Linked DNA regions of Sus scrofa: regions 1 and 3 are each linked to region 2. Evidence: chromatin contacts called from public Hi-C data. All regions are on one chromosome and are shown on one strand. The core of a region is the stretch at or near the end of the contact, and the rest is flanking DNA. Distances in the headings are between cores, read along the strand shown.

What was found. A called contact is a pair of places that touch in the nucleus more often than the background predicts.
Region 1: a Hi-C map of liver shows a contact between it and region 2, with 3 times the contacts expected there. The contact joins the promoter of SH3BP2 here to the promoter of ADD1 in region 2. A contact is called at or near these places in 3 of 5 promoter capture datasets (fetal liver, liver and skeletal muscle), 24 of 47 Hi-C or Micro-C datasets (adipose tissue, alveolar macrophages, blood and 13 more) and 2 of 2 datasets of contacts at active chromatin or transcription factors (alveolar macrophages and skeletal muscle).
Region 3: a contact with region 2 is called in a Hi-C map of embryonic fibroblasts, with 2.1 times the contacts expected there. The contact joins the enhancer-like site here to the promoter of ADD1 in region 2. A contact is called at or near these places in 1 of 5 promoter capture datasets (fetal liver), 9 of 47 Hi-C or Micro-C datasets (adipose tissue, alveolar macrophages, brain and 6 more) and 1 of 2 datasets of contacts at active chromatin or transcription factors (skeletal muscle).

What each region holds. Positions count from the first base shown.
Region 1 is chr8:1,580,521-1,585,081 of Sscrofa11.1, forward strand. SH3BP2 (SH3 domain-binding protein 2) reads left to right here and starts at 2,649. Exons shown (of 11, transcript XR_002346534.1): 1 at 2,649-2,782.
Region 2 is chr8:1,624,401-1,628,845 of Sscrofa11.1, forward strand. It overlaps ADD1 (alpha-adducin), which reads left to right and starts at 2,746. Exons shown (of 17, transcript XM_013978492.2): 1 at 2,746-2,885; 2 at 3,792-3,950. The coding sequence starts at 3,941.
Region 3 is chr8:1,666,873-1,671,620 of Sscrofa11.1, forward strand. ADD1 (alpha-adducin) reads left to right here. Exons shown (of 17, transcript XM_013978492.2): 4 at 3,684-3,846. Among named protein-coding and RNA genes, the nearest start is that of ADD1, 42 kb to the left of the region's middle. Within about 2 kb of position 3,374, at least 5 of the 83 cell types and tissues checked have an H3K27ac peak or open chromatin away from gene starts, as enhancers often do. A contact at or near this core is called in embryonic fibroblasts, where this site is marked.

The DNA of each region.
Region 1 (4,561 bases), core at 1,399-3,898, 44 kb before region 2:
GTCCACAGTAGAGGCTGTCTGGAGGTGGATTTGTACTCCTGGGGGACAATTCTCTGGGCCACCTTGTCTGTCCAAACTGTCTGCAGTGACCCTGACGGTGAGGCCTCTCCTGGCTTCTGTCACCTCGAGTTTGGCATCTAAAGCCAGCCCCTGCCCGCCCTGCCCTTCCACGAGCCACAGGATGCGGATTTCCCCGCATCGGCTCAGGGTGCCCAGGGTCCCAGTGCGGGGGCTGCTGAGCCAGGCCTCGGGGAGCACGCGTGTCCAGCCTGGAGGTAATGAGCCTGTCAGGGGCTCCAGCCGGTGGAGCCAGCACTGAGCTCCTCCACGTGGAGTCCTGTTTCAGGAGTAGGGTGACCAGGGGGTGCCGATGGTGGCTGAGTCTGCTCACCTCCATGATGGCCTCTTGGGGCCGGGAGAGGGAGATTTCAGGACCTCTGGGGTCCAAGTTGAGCCCTGAGAGGGGGCTGTGCTGTGGGTGGGTGCAGTTACAGGGCAAGGGGTGGCCCTGGGCCCGGCAGGGTGAGCATCTTAGGGCTGAAGGGCTGGGGTGCTGGGCACTCTGCTTGTTCCCATCCTCCATCAAATTCTCCTGCCACCCTAGCAGATGGCCCCCCTAGTTTCATAGTTGAGGAAACTGGGGCCCTGTTGTCTGAATACTCTCCCATAGCCTCGCCTGCCTCTGGGTGCCCCTCTCTGGTTTGGCTCTCTCTCGACTGTGGTCCCGCCTTGGTCCCGGTCTCCTTCCAGGGGGCGCAGGCATCTCCCCCAGGCCTGCGCTCATGGCCTGGTCCCCTGGCTCTGGCCTTTCCCACTTGCCCCCACGCTCAATGTCTCTGACTCCATGTGTGCTGCTGCGCCCAGGCCTCCTCTTTCTGGGGCCTGGGACCCACACCTGGGCAGCTCTGGACAGGTGGACATGGCCCATGTTCAGCTACAACTCTGGGCACCCCCACAGCCTGGGACTCTCGGACTCAGCCTAACCCAGTTCTAGCCCCTGGCTGCTCCCCATCCTGCCTGTTCAGAGCGGCTGGTCCAGCGCCTGCTGTGGCTGCCCTGCTGGACTTCCGCCCTTCATGCCCAGTGCCACACAGAGGGGCAGACCTTGGCCTCCCACCTGGACAATCCAGCCTCGGTGCGCTGGCCTTCTGCCCTCCCCATAGCCTCTTCAGCCGCCAGCCAGATCCTATCCTTCCCCTGTTTACTGCTTCCTGGGCTCTGGGACCAAGGATCCCAGCCCCCTCCTCAGGCCTTTCTCTGGAAGCTCCAGTCCCCTACAAACGTGCCCGCCGTACTGCTTCTCCCTGGGACACCTCCTCCCTATCTCCACCACTCACACCGCCCTTTAGGACGCCCCTCCAGGAAGCCAGTTCCTCCCAGGAAGCCCTTTCTGCAAGATCTGACAAGCTCCCTTTCCCCCAGGGCCCTGCCCCTTAAACAGAGTGATCTGCGTCTAAAGCTGGACTCATGTTCCCCATCCCCCCACAACTTCTGGGAAGGACCTTGGTTGGGAGCCTCCCAGGAGGCAAAATTAATTTATTTACTTGTTTATTTTTGGTCTTTTTAGGGCCACACCTGGGGCATATGGCAATTCCTAAACTAGGGGTCTAACTGGAGCTACAGCTGCAGGCCTACATCACAGCGACAGCAACGCCAGACTTGAGCTGTATCTTCGATCTACGCTACAGCTCAATGCAATGCCAGATCCTTAACCCACTGAGCGAGGCCAGGGAACAAACCTGCAACCTCATGGTTCCTAGTCGGATTAGTTTCCCCTGCACCACAAAGGGAACTCCCAGAGGCAAAATTTAAAGTACCCTGTTTTCTGGGCCTCCCAGTGTTGGAATCAGACCCCTGGGCCAAGAGAGTCCAGACCTGGTACAAGGACTGTGTCCTGGCTTCAAAGTGGCGGAAAAATGCCCTAGAGACTCTTCTGAAATAAGGGCCAGGTTCCGAAGTTTGGGTTCCCAGCAAGACTTCTTCCTGGGGCAGGGGAGGGGTCATCCCATGCCCCTGTCCCTCCCTTCCAGACCTGAGACCAAGGAGGCAGGGATGGGGTCCGCGAGGGACATGGCCTCCTCCTACAGGATCAGGATCAGCGGGTTGGAGGACGACACCCCCTCCGGTGGGGCCACCGGCTGTCATTGAGCAGGACACGCACTTGCATTTACTGAACCCTAGAGGGTGCCTGTGCAGGGATGGTGGGTCCACACGTGCAGCCAACTCCTGCCTTCTCCTCCTGGGGAGCAGGAGTGTGGAAAGGTGGGAGACCCCCAGACTCTGAGGTCCTGATCCCCACCCTGCGCCCAAACCTCGAACCCCGAGGACTGCGGGCTGCATCGCGTCCTTCAGATCGCAAAAGGAGTCGGCGAGGTGGGCCCCGGGGGCCAGAGGACTCGGGCCGGGTGCGTGGGGGTGGGGGAGGGGAGGAGACTAAAGGGGCAGGGTCGTTTCGAAGGGGCGGGGCCCGGAGCCGGGCAACGCGGCGCCGGGCGGGAGTGGGCGGGACCAGGTCGAAGGGGCGGGCCGGGAGGGTGGGGGCGAGGCGCGGAGGCGGGGGTGGGCGGGGCCCGACGCGCTGGGGGACTGAGGGAGCCGGGCCGGGGGGGCGGGGCGGGGCAGGAGCCTGTGGGGGGCGGGGCCAGCCAGGAGGGGCGGGCCCAGCTCCGGGAGGGATCCAGCTCCTGGCTACCTCCCGGCGGGCGCGAACGCCGGGCCGCCGAGGCGGGATCCGCTGCCGGACGCAGGGCCCTGACGCGGGCTGGGAGCAGAGCCTCGGCAGGTAAGGCTGGGCGGCGGGCATGGACGGGAGGGGCGCGATCGCGTCCGGAATCCCAGGGGCCAGGGTCCTCGCTGTAGGACGCGCGGGGCGGTCAGTTCTAGCGCCCGCCCAGACTCGGAGCACCACTGCCTGAAATGAGCGGGTTCGAGGTGTGCCTGGGGTGCACCCTGGAGGCCTAGGGGCGGGGGGCGGTGGCGTTGTATCTGTTCCGCACCCCCACCCCGTCCCTCTAGCCCCCACTTCCCTAGCCCCCTGGGGCTGGCCGACGGCCGCAGGCCCCATTACACGTACGCGACCGGCCTCTGAAGGCCCAGGCCCGGAATTTGCCTCCACCTCCTCCCGGTAATGCAAACTTTCCTTCCCTCAGCCTGTGTGCCGCGGAGGGTGGAGAAAAGCCGCCTGTTGGAGAATTCACACCGAAGTGTGAGTGACTGATAGCCCCATGGCCTAGGGGTGTCTGCGACTCTTATTCTGGGGAACAGTGAGTGTCTGGGGGTTGGGGACAGCCTTCCTTCCACATGTACCCGGCCCTCCCAGCAGCCCAGCTCTTTCCCTGCTGCTCCTGGCCTCTGCTTCCCCTGGTGAAGTGTTGATAGTCGCTGTGGCTGGGGTTCTGAGCTGGCCTGTTGGAGCAGCGTTCAGCCAGAGCCCGCTCCCTTTGCCACCCTGCGGGACCCTGACTGCCTCACATCTTCCCTGAGTGCCTCACTTTGCCCGTATGTCAGCTTTGGTGACTTCTATACTTGCTGGTCAGGTGGCCATGCTGAGTAAAGTGCCCCTTATAAATGCCCTTGGCCTGGGTTGGGGGGTCTGTGTGGGACCTCTGGGATTGCATGTTATCTGACGATGACACGTGAAACGAGGCTCCAGCACCGAAGGGGCTCAGGAAATGTTGCTTTGCCATAATGATGAGAAAATGTGAGAATATTTTGAGCACAGTCTGATGACCAGGGGGCACGGCAAGTCCTGGAGTAGGGGTAGGTTTCCAGGTTTAAGTCTAGCCCAGCACTGATGCAGTGTGGCCCTGGGGCAGCCCCCTGGCCCCGGCTCTGTGGGACCAGAGGAGGGGACTGGGCTCTGTTACCCGCTGGCCCTCCTCCACTGTGACTTGTACCCAGGACACCCCTGCAGAGGGCCCTCCAGGAGCCAGGGCTCCACTCTGGGTGGGCCAGGGGGCCAGGATGGAGGCGCCAAGGGGTAGGGACCCCGTCAAATTCCACTTCCTTGCACCCCGACTCTGCCACTTGGCTGTGTGTGGGGCACACCCTAGCCAGGGGGACAGGCAGAACAGATGGGTAGATGGCCGAGTCTAGTCCCCTTTGGCTGTTTGGAGAGAGGGGTGCTGATACAGCCTAGCCTTTTTGGGGGGCGTCCCCCAGGCCTACAGGCTCAGGGAGGAACCCGACGAGGAGGCCAGCCTGGGAAAAGTAGGAGGATGGGTGACTCCAGGCTGCCCTTGGCCCTTCTTGTTCACGTGGACAGAGGAAAGTGAGGTGCTGAGTCAGCCCCCATCGCCCCCCCAACATGGATGCACACAAGCTTGCAGGCCTCCATGTGGGAAGGCTGAAGGGGTGCAGAGAGACAGTGGCCCAGCCTTTGTCACAGAGGGGCTGGGTTCTGACTTTGAATCTGGCAGCCACCATTTACCAGCCGGGTGATCTTAGATGGCTGTGACTGTCCAGGGGCTGGTGGTGGCACATGGTTAGTGTTCAGTGACAGTGAGCTGCTGCTGGGGGTGATTTTCCTGGCCCCGAGGGCTTGAGGACAGGGATGGTTGGG
Region 2 (4,445 bases), core at 1,496-3,995:
AGTGTGTGGTGGGAATGGTGGGTCCCTGGTCATGTGCCGCTGCCATATCTCCTTTGTCCTAAAGAAGGTCCTTCAGTCCTAGGCAGTTATGTGGGCTTTCATGTCCACAAACCAGACACCTTGTGAGCTCTTGACAGTGGTTCCGGCTTAAGTGTTGCAGGCAGAAAAGGCAAACCCACAGTCAGATACATGGTGGTCCATCTTGCTGAGCATGACTCATTCCTTTCTCCAGGACAGAAGGGATCCAGTGTAATCGACTTGCTGCCAAGAAGCTGGTTGGCTCCTTCAGGGGCCTTGGTTTCCAATGGTGATAGGTTAGATGCTGGCAAGGGCAATAGCTGGGTCTGCTTGGTTATAAGGAGCCCGTGCTGTTGGGCTCATGGATGGCCTCTGCCATGGCTACTTCATTGATGAGATGATTGCAGTGGCAGAGGACGGATCCTGTTGGCGGAGTCATTCCCTCTGCTTGGTTGTTTAGAGCCTCTGTTGTGGATGCCCACCAGTGGACATTAAGATGCAATGCAAAGATCTTCACCTTGTGCCGGTTCTCAGAGGTCCATCCACGTGTCTCTTCCTCACACCTCTTGGTCACTGAACCTCCAGACTTTGCCTTCCAGGCTCCTGACCAACTGTTTAAATTACTTCTCACTGCCCGTGGGTCCAGGCTACATCTTCCCCCACACAGTGAGTGGTCAAGTTCACCATCTGAAGCTTCGCCTTCTTTCAGGGTGACTGCTGAGTGGGATGTGATGCAGCAGTGGGCCATTTTCAGCTATTCCAACATATTGAGACAAACTTGCTGTGAGCCGGACATGTGGTTTTTCCTCCTCAGTGTCACAGGGAGTCCCCTGAGACCCCAGTGTGCGCCGAGGGAGCGGTATCAAAGCTACAGTAGCAGGGGTCTGGACCAGTGATGGATAGTGCTAGCCTCAGGTGTCCCTTAGAAACACTGCATTGCTGCCAGAGCTCAGAAGCAAGCCAGAAGTTACTTTTTGAGCTGCTTGGGTCTGTGCATTTGTAGTTTTCATGAAAATTTAAACACTCAGCCATTGTACATTCAAGTAGTATTTCTATTCTCCCAACCCCCACCATCTATTTTCAGGGACTCTTGATTACATATATACTAGGCTTCTCTTAGTTGCCCTGCAGCTCACTGGTGCTCTGTTCATTCTTTTCCAGGCTCCTTTTTTTTTTTTTTTTAAACATTTTTATTTTGTCTATTATAGTTGATTTATCCAGGCTCTTTTCTGTTTTATTTAATTTCTTCCTCCCTCCCTCCCTCCCTTCCTTTCTTTTTGTCATGGTGTGCAGTGGCTTGATGTGGGATCTCAGTCCTCAGACCAGGGATTGAACCTGGGCACCAGTGATGGAAGTGCCAAATCCTAGCTACTAGGCCACCAGGGAACTCCCTCATTTAGCTTTTCTTTTTTCATGTTTTCAAGTTCACTAATACTTTCTTCCACTGGATCTGATCTGCTGTTGATCTCACCCAATGTATTTTTCACAGAAGTTTGATTTGGGTCTTTTTTGTATCTTCTGTGTCCCTACTTAACATGCTCTGTCCTCTTCTACTTCTTCTTCCCTTCAGCAAGCCCCTGCTGACACCTCCTATGGCCAGCCCTTGTGGCCCGGTGCAAAGGAAATGGAAGTGAGTGATGTGTAATTGTGGAGTCTTGTCAGAAGTCTTCTGACAGAAGCCAACATCCAGGAGATCAGAGGTCACTGTCTCCTATCCATCTGCAGGGTCCCCCACCCTTTCCTGGACTAGACTAAAGAAGACTCTGCTGGGAGGGAAGGCCTGGATTCCACACTATTCTTTCACTTCCCAGCTCTGAGCCTCAACTCTTTATGGGTTAAAGGGAGCGAGAAGCTCTGCGCATGTCTCCCGGGGTTTTTTGGGGACTCAGATGAGACAACAGGAGGGGCAGTTCAGGGCAGGTGCTGATGTAGTCTCCAGAGTAGTCTTCAGGTCTACAGGTAGCCTGTTCTCACCAAGGCCCTAGCTGTGTGGAGGTGACTGGTGCTCATTCCTCCAGCATCAGCCCGCCAAGCTCTAGGCAGCAGGCCGCGGCCTTATCAGAATCCACAGGCCCAGGCAGTCCCGGCCCCACCCTGGCTGCCCGCCCAGCCCCAAACTCCGCCTGTGATTCCGGCCCCGCCCCTGCAGGAGCTTCTGCTCCCAGACCAGCAGAGGGCGGGGCACAGGGCAGGGTCCAGCTGAAGAAGTGGGAGAGGCGGACAGGGAGAAGCACGCCCTCCAGAGCATCCGGTGAACCAGGCCCGCAGGAGGCCTCCACGGACCAGACCGGCGACAATGCACGAGTGACCAGGCGGCTCCGGGTGAGCGGACGCCGTTGGCACATCCAGACCGGCCTGCTTCGATGAGGAGGCTGGCGGGGCTGCGACCCACCGACCCCACGCGCTAAAGCCTGTTTTGTCCGCAGCGGGAGGGCGGGGCCGGTGGGCGGAGCCGGCCGCAGGCCGACTTAAGCCGAAGGCGGCAACTGAGAGCGGCAACCCCGCCCGCCCAAGCCCCGCCCCTCACCGCCCCGGTCACGCCCCGCCGCGTCCACCAGCTTCAGGTAGCCAGCCAATCGTAGGACGTGTTGCTGGACGGTGCGGCAACAGCTGGACCTATGGGGTGGTGCGTTGTTGGGCTGCGGCGCCGCAGGCCGCACCCAGCTCCGGCAGCTGGGGCTGCGCTGAGGGCTGAGGGCTGAGGGGGCGGGAGGCCGGGCGGGCCGGGGCAGCGGGCTGGGGTTGCGCGCGGCGGACAGGGGGCGGAGCCCGAGCCGGAGCCGGAGCCGGAGCCGGAGCTGGAGCGGACGGGCGGCGGCCGCACTCGGACCTGGGAGCCCGCGCGCTGCTCGCGATTCGCCCCTGAGGTGAGGCCCGTGCGCAGGGCGGCGGCGGGCCCCGAGCGCGGCGGGGCGGCCCAGGGGCTCCAGCCTGGCGGCGGGGCCTGAGGAGGCGGTGGCGGCGCGGAGGGCGGGGGCCACGCCGGGAAGGGGCGCCTGGCCGTCCCGGGGGCGTCGCCGCCGTTCGGCCGTTGGCTTTGACGCGGCGCGGAGGGGCCGGCGCCCTGCTCGCCCTTCGCCCTCCGGGCTCGCCTGTGGGAGCGCCTGGGCAGTGGGTCTGCGGGCTGGTGGCGGGCTTCGCGCGTCCGTGCGCCGAAGGAGGGTCCGGGCCGGACGCTGGGTCCGCCTGCTGCTCGCCGAGGCCCGGCCGGTGGCTCGCAGCGCCGACGGCTCCGGGATTCGCGCACAGAAGCAGGCGGACACCGGTGTCCGAATGCTGCCCGTCTGCTCCCGTGTTTTAAAAAACGACAGCTTCTGCCGAGAGAGAAAGGCCGATCTGCCCCCGGATGGTGATCGGGTTGTCCTGCAACTTTATTAGGGGAGGCGCGGGTGGTCTTTTCCCTCCCTTCCTCCCTCCCTGCCTGCCTTTTTTGTTTATTTTGGGGGATGTCAGAGGGTCTTTGCCTTAAACGGTTGCTTTTATTTTCGCTCTTGCAGTTCATGGCTCAAGATATTTTGTAGGGTTTTGTGCTCACTTCATGCGTACCTACCTTGAAATAAATATTTTGGTTAACCTAAAACTGCTGGTGGTGTGACCATGTGATTTTATGCCTAAATGACATAAGCAATGTGTCATGTCCCCGGGAACCAAAAACATAGCTGATAGCTGTATCCAGTGCTATTACAATAAGACTTTTTGGGGGTGTGAAAAATTAATTAAATCCTGATGGGGATGGGAAACAGGCTGCTGAAAGGTCTACTCTGTCTTCGCAGAACACATCAGTAGAGGCGCCCAGTGAAAGCGAGTCTGAGTGGATGAGCAGGCGGTCCGCAGGCGCTAAAGGGGGAGGGCATCCCGGGCCGAGAGGCTGAATGGTCCCAGGGTGGGACTGACCTAACTGGAATCTTTAATTGAGGAGCAAATGCCAGCCCGTATGTAAATTGCTTTTAAAAATCCATAGTCTTAACACACCCTGTTGATTCTGACTGGCGGGGGAAACTAGAATAGTAAAGTTGTTTTTTGAGGAAGTTGATGGTTTTGGCAGCAGAGCTGCTTTTCAGAGTTTTGATGTGGTTTACGGCAGGACAAATGATTTGTTTTTACTGCTTGTGTGGTTTTAGTTACAGAGACTCACTGAATGACATGAATTTCAATTCTACCCGATCTCCAAAAGATGGGATAGTTTCCTCTCTCTATATAATTTATACAGCAAACCTTTTTCTCTTTTTTCCTTTCTTTTTTTTTAGTGAGTGAATTTTATTGCATTTATAGCTGTGCAGCAATCACCACAACCCAATTTTATAGCATTTCCATCCTCAACCCCCAGCCCATCCCCCATCCCCAGCCTGTCTCCTTTGGAAACCTTAAGTTTTTCAAAATCCAGCTCACCTTTTTAACTCTTTGATGTTATCTGATATGGTGAGGTT
Region 3 (4,748 bases), core at 2,124-4,623, 43 kb after region 2:
CTTTATCCTGGACAGCACTGAGAACTGTGGGCACTTATGCTGGAGCATGATGGAGGATAATGTGAGAAAAAGAATGTGTGGTGTAAGTGTGACTGGGTCACCTCGCTGTACGAGAGATAATTGACAGAACACTATAAACCAACTATATGGGGAAAAAAATAAAAATCATTTAAAAAAAAGAATTCAATTTAGTTCATTATCAGACCCAATCTTTATTTTATTTTATTTTTTGTCTTTTTGTCTTTTCAGGGCTGCGCTCGCAGCATACGGAGGTTCCCAGGTTAGGGGTCTAAATCGGAGCTGTAGGCGCTGGCCGATACCACAGCCACAGCAACACCAGATCTGAGCCTCATCTGCGACCTGCACCACAACTTATGGCAATGCCAGATACTTAACCCACTGAGCAAGGCCAGGGATCGAAGCCACAACCTCACGGTTCCTAGTCGGATTTGTTTCTGCTGTGCCATCATGGGAACTCCCAGACACAGTCATTGAAACTCTTCAGTATCATAAGGGGTAGGAGATGTAGGAGATGTTTATTTCTCCTTTTTACTACTCACTGCTGCTCTGGAGAGTTTTGGGGTTTTTTTTTTTTTTTGTTTTGTTTTGCCTTTTTTTTTTCAGGCCACACCTGGGGCATATGGAAGTTTCCAGGCTAGGCTTGAATCAGAGTTACACCACAGCCACAGCAGTGTGGGATCCGAGCCATTCCTGCGACCTACACCACAGTTCACAGCAGTCCGGATCCTTAACCCATTTAGCGAGGCCAGGGATTGAACCCACATCCTCATGGATACTAGTTGGGCTTGTTACCACTGAGCCACAATGGGAACTTCCTCTGGAGAGTGTTTATAAATTGGGACCATTTCAAAACTACTCTTTCCTCCAGTACCACCTAGCTTGCTGCTAGACACTTAGGAGATCTTAACAGTACCTGATTGTTGATTGATTTTACCTTTAAGTTATGGTTGGCATTTGAACCACAATCACACCCAACTAAGTGTCCTCTGTCTGCATCTTCAGGTAAAGCACTGCTGTTTTCATAGTTTACTCATGTTGATGCTGCTGCCTTTGTGCGTGCTTCATTCTTTTTATCCTTTTAATCTGTTTTTGTTTTATTTTGTTAACATTTTGGGGTGTCACTTGGCAGATAGCACATTGAATTAAAAAAAAATGTTGGTCATCTCCATTTTCAAGGAACTGGGCATTTAGCAGTAAACAAAGCATGTGAAGCTTATTTGTTTGGTTGTGAATGGTATTCATATGTTATTCCTCAATAATAGAACTTACCGTGAAGTACTCAAGTCTTAAGTACACAGCTTGATGAATTTTGATAAATACATGACAACTGTGTAAACACCCAGATGAGTCTCAGGCTGTGCAGTCTAGTTGAAGGAGATAACCAGTAAAGGACAAACAGCGCAGTCGGAGTGCAGCTGGATGATGAGATTGAGTACGACTGTGCTCAGACCAGGCCTCTCTGAATGAGGACGATTTAATCCGAGTGCCGAACGACAGTAGGGAGCCAGCCTTGCAGGCATCAGGGGGAGAGACATTCCGGATTGAGGGAGCAGCAGATGCGAAATTCCTGAGATAGGAATGAGCTTGAAAGAGTCAAAGGACAGCCAGTGTGGTCTGAGCACTCGCACAAGGAGGGGGGTGCAGTGGGTTGGAGGAGGGAGCAGGCGTGGAGGCTGGCGAGCTCAGCTTGGGAGTCTGTTTTGCACTGAGTACAATTGAGAGTCGTTGGAGAGCTGCAGTTGGGACCAGCACAGTTCTGTCTTTGAACAACTCACACTGGCTTTGGTAGAGAGAGAGCGTCACATGGGGCGAGAGAGAAAGCCGTCTTCCAAACAAGAGGTAATGGTAGCTTGGGACACTGGTGGTGGTGGATGTGGAGAGAGGTGGACTCGTTTAAGTTTCATTTTGAAGGTAGGATAAATAGCATTTGCTGATGGATGGGGAAGAAAGCGGTGAGAGGAAAAATCAGGTTAACATTGGCTTGAGCGGTTTTCGTGTGCAAAAGCAACAAGAAACCAAGTAAAAATCACAAAGGACAGAGTGAAGAAACTAAACCCAGCACACCTACTATGTGCCAGGCACTGGGCGTGCAGAGATCCAGGGAAGTCGCTCCCCTGTTGTTTAGAACACAGCGCCAGCATGTTGCTGACCTCAGTCGCTGTGGGAGCTTGGACAGAGAAAGGTCATTCGTGAAAAGACGATTAGAGTCTGGGGTTTACTTAATAGAACGTCCTGGTGTTGGTTTCTCGGTTTTAGGAGTGAGGCCCGTCCAACCACAGTTTGGAGTGGGGAGGCCCACTGTGTGGGCATGGACGCTGATGGGTGGGTGGGTGTCAGAGGGAGCCTGTGGAAGTTTCCTTCAGATCGATTCTCTGTTCTCAGCGGAACAGCAAGTGCGGTGGTCTGCCGACAGTGAGCCCGGGGAGCCGTGCAGAGACTGCGTGGGGCGTGGGCGAGGGGCTGGTCCCTGGTTTCATGCAAAGGGTGCGCTCAGCGCAGTGGTCATGCATTTACAGCGAGGCCGTGCAGCATGGCCCGGGTTTTCCCTCCAGCCCCTTTCAGCATCAGCAGCATGAGTAGAAACAGAGAAGAGTTGAACTTGGCGAGGGTGGGGATTTTGCGGGATGAGATGGCGGAGAGTTGAAGTTGTAAGCAAGGGAAGGGTCAGCCTGTTAAACCACGGGTCTGATGTGAGTGAGGGGAGTCGGGACACGGGGAGGGTGAGGGATGGTGAAGGTGAGGTCTTAGGATCACAACGGGCTTGAAGGGAGGCTGAGCTGGACACCAGGAAAGGCTGATGGAGAGCACACGCCTGGCTCTGAGATTGAAGAGGGCCCAGGTACTAGGAAAGGGGAGGTCTCTAGGGCGTGACCGTAGAAATAGAAGGCCAGGTGAGTTGAGTGACAGGGTCACTGGAGGGGAGGTGATCAGGAGGCTGAGAGGCGAAGGAGTGGACCTCAGGTTGAACCTCAGGAGTCAGGACCAAGCAGGCACGCAAGGTCATTGGTGGTGCCTGTTAGTCGGGGCCAGAATCTGGAACGGAGGTGGGCGACTCCAACCTCACAGGTCATTGCCAAGCTCAGCTCTCTACTGCGCGCACAGGTCATCTGAATGCTTTGGACGGATACAGAGGTCCCCTTGTACTGTGGATTTTCTTCTTTTTTGTGTCTTCCTTCTTGAGGTTTAAGTTCCTTGATGGCAAAGCTGTTCTTTTCTGTCTGTGTTCTCAGCGCCCAGAACAGTGTTATTTAATTTTTTTCAGCCTTTCATGTTGAACTGGTGCATAGAATTCCCCTGACTCATATTTATTCAGTCCTCTGCTTGTGAAATGTAGACTGCTTGCTGTTTTCCCTGTAGTAGTTGTACTGGGATGTATATCCTTGTGAATAAGTCTTTGAGCACATCTCTGATTAGTTCTAGAAAAGACACGGAGGAATAGGAAGTGCCTTTCCAAAGTGTTAAGCCTCTGTATTGTTAAATTCCTTTCCAGAGAGAATGTACTAATTTATGCGGCAAGAAGTGAGATGTATGAGAATATCCACTTCCTTTTCCAGCACTGGATGAAAACAAACAAAAAGACTGATCTTTGTAATGGTTAGCCCTGCCTTCCCAAGGAACAGAAAAGAAGTGGTGTCTCATTGTTCTGATCTGGCTTTTATTAGGCTTTCTGTGAAGAGTTGGAATCAATGATACAGGAACAGTTCAAAAAGGGGAAGAACCCCACAGGCCTGTTGGCGCTACAGCAGATAGCGGATTTTATGACGACAAACGTGCCGAATGTGTACCCAGCAGCTCCGCAAGGAGGGATGGCTGCCTTGAACATGAGTGAGTACTTCCTGACTGGGCATGGGCTCTGCCAGCCTCCAGGTGAAATTTCCTGATGCTTTTTTTTATGTCAGGTAGATGAGCACACAGTATGTAATACATAGAACTGAGTTTTTTTAAAAAATGTTTTATTATTCCCACTGTGACATGGTGGGTTCATGGTCCGGTTTGTCTCCGTGGCGCTGCTGGCTCAGTCCTGAGCCCAGCACAGTGTGTTAACACAGCTGTGGTCTAGGTCGCACATGCGGCTCAGATTCAGACCCTGGCCAGGCAACTTGATGTGCAGCAGGGGAAATGATAGGGCTGAGAATGGCTTGACCGTAGAGGGTTCCTTTTTCTATGAGCCAGTGAGACTCTTACTTCTTAGGCAGATGACTTTTATCAGACCCTTTGTGAGTTAAGAAAAACTAATCAGAAATAATGCTTGTGGGTAGTAATTTGATTTTGCCTGAACTTATTTCAGCCAGGTCAACTTTTATCTACCATTCCCTACTATTGCTTGTAAATGAGTAAGAAACAGAGAAATTCAAAAGAAAGCCGGAAGAAAAATGTTAGTTGTGCAGAGATGGAGCTTTGCCATGGCTGTTGAATTTGAAAGCATTAATGGGACCAGTGGAGCCCAGGGTAGATTGAGCATCAGCTAATCTGACCTTCTGTGTGCCGTGCCCTGGGTCAGTCTCTCATGGTTCTAGTTGGGTAATCAGCTTCTGATTGACTCACAGAAGGTACTGGTTTCTGTTAGAGCACCTGCCATTTGCTGTTTACCTGTCTGTTCTGTGGAATTCTTAGAAGTTGCTTGAGGGAGTTCCCATTGTGGCTGAGTGGTTAACGAATCCGACTAAGAACCATGAGGTTGCGGGTTCGATCCCTGGCCTTCCTCAGTGGGTTAAGGATCCAGTGTT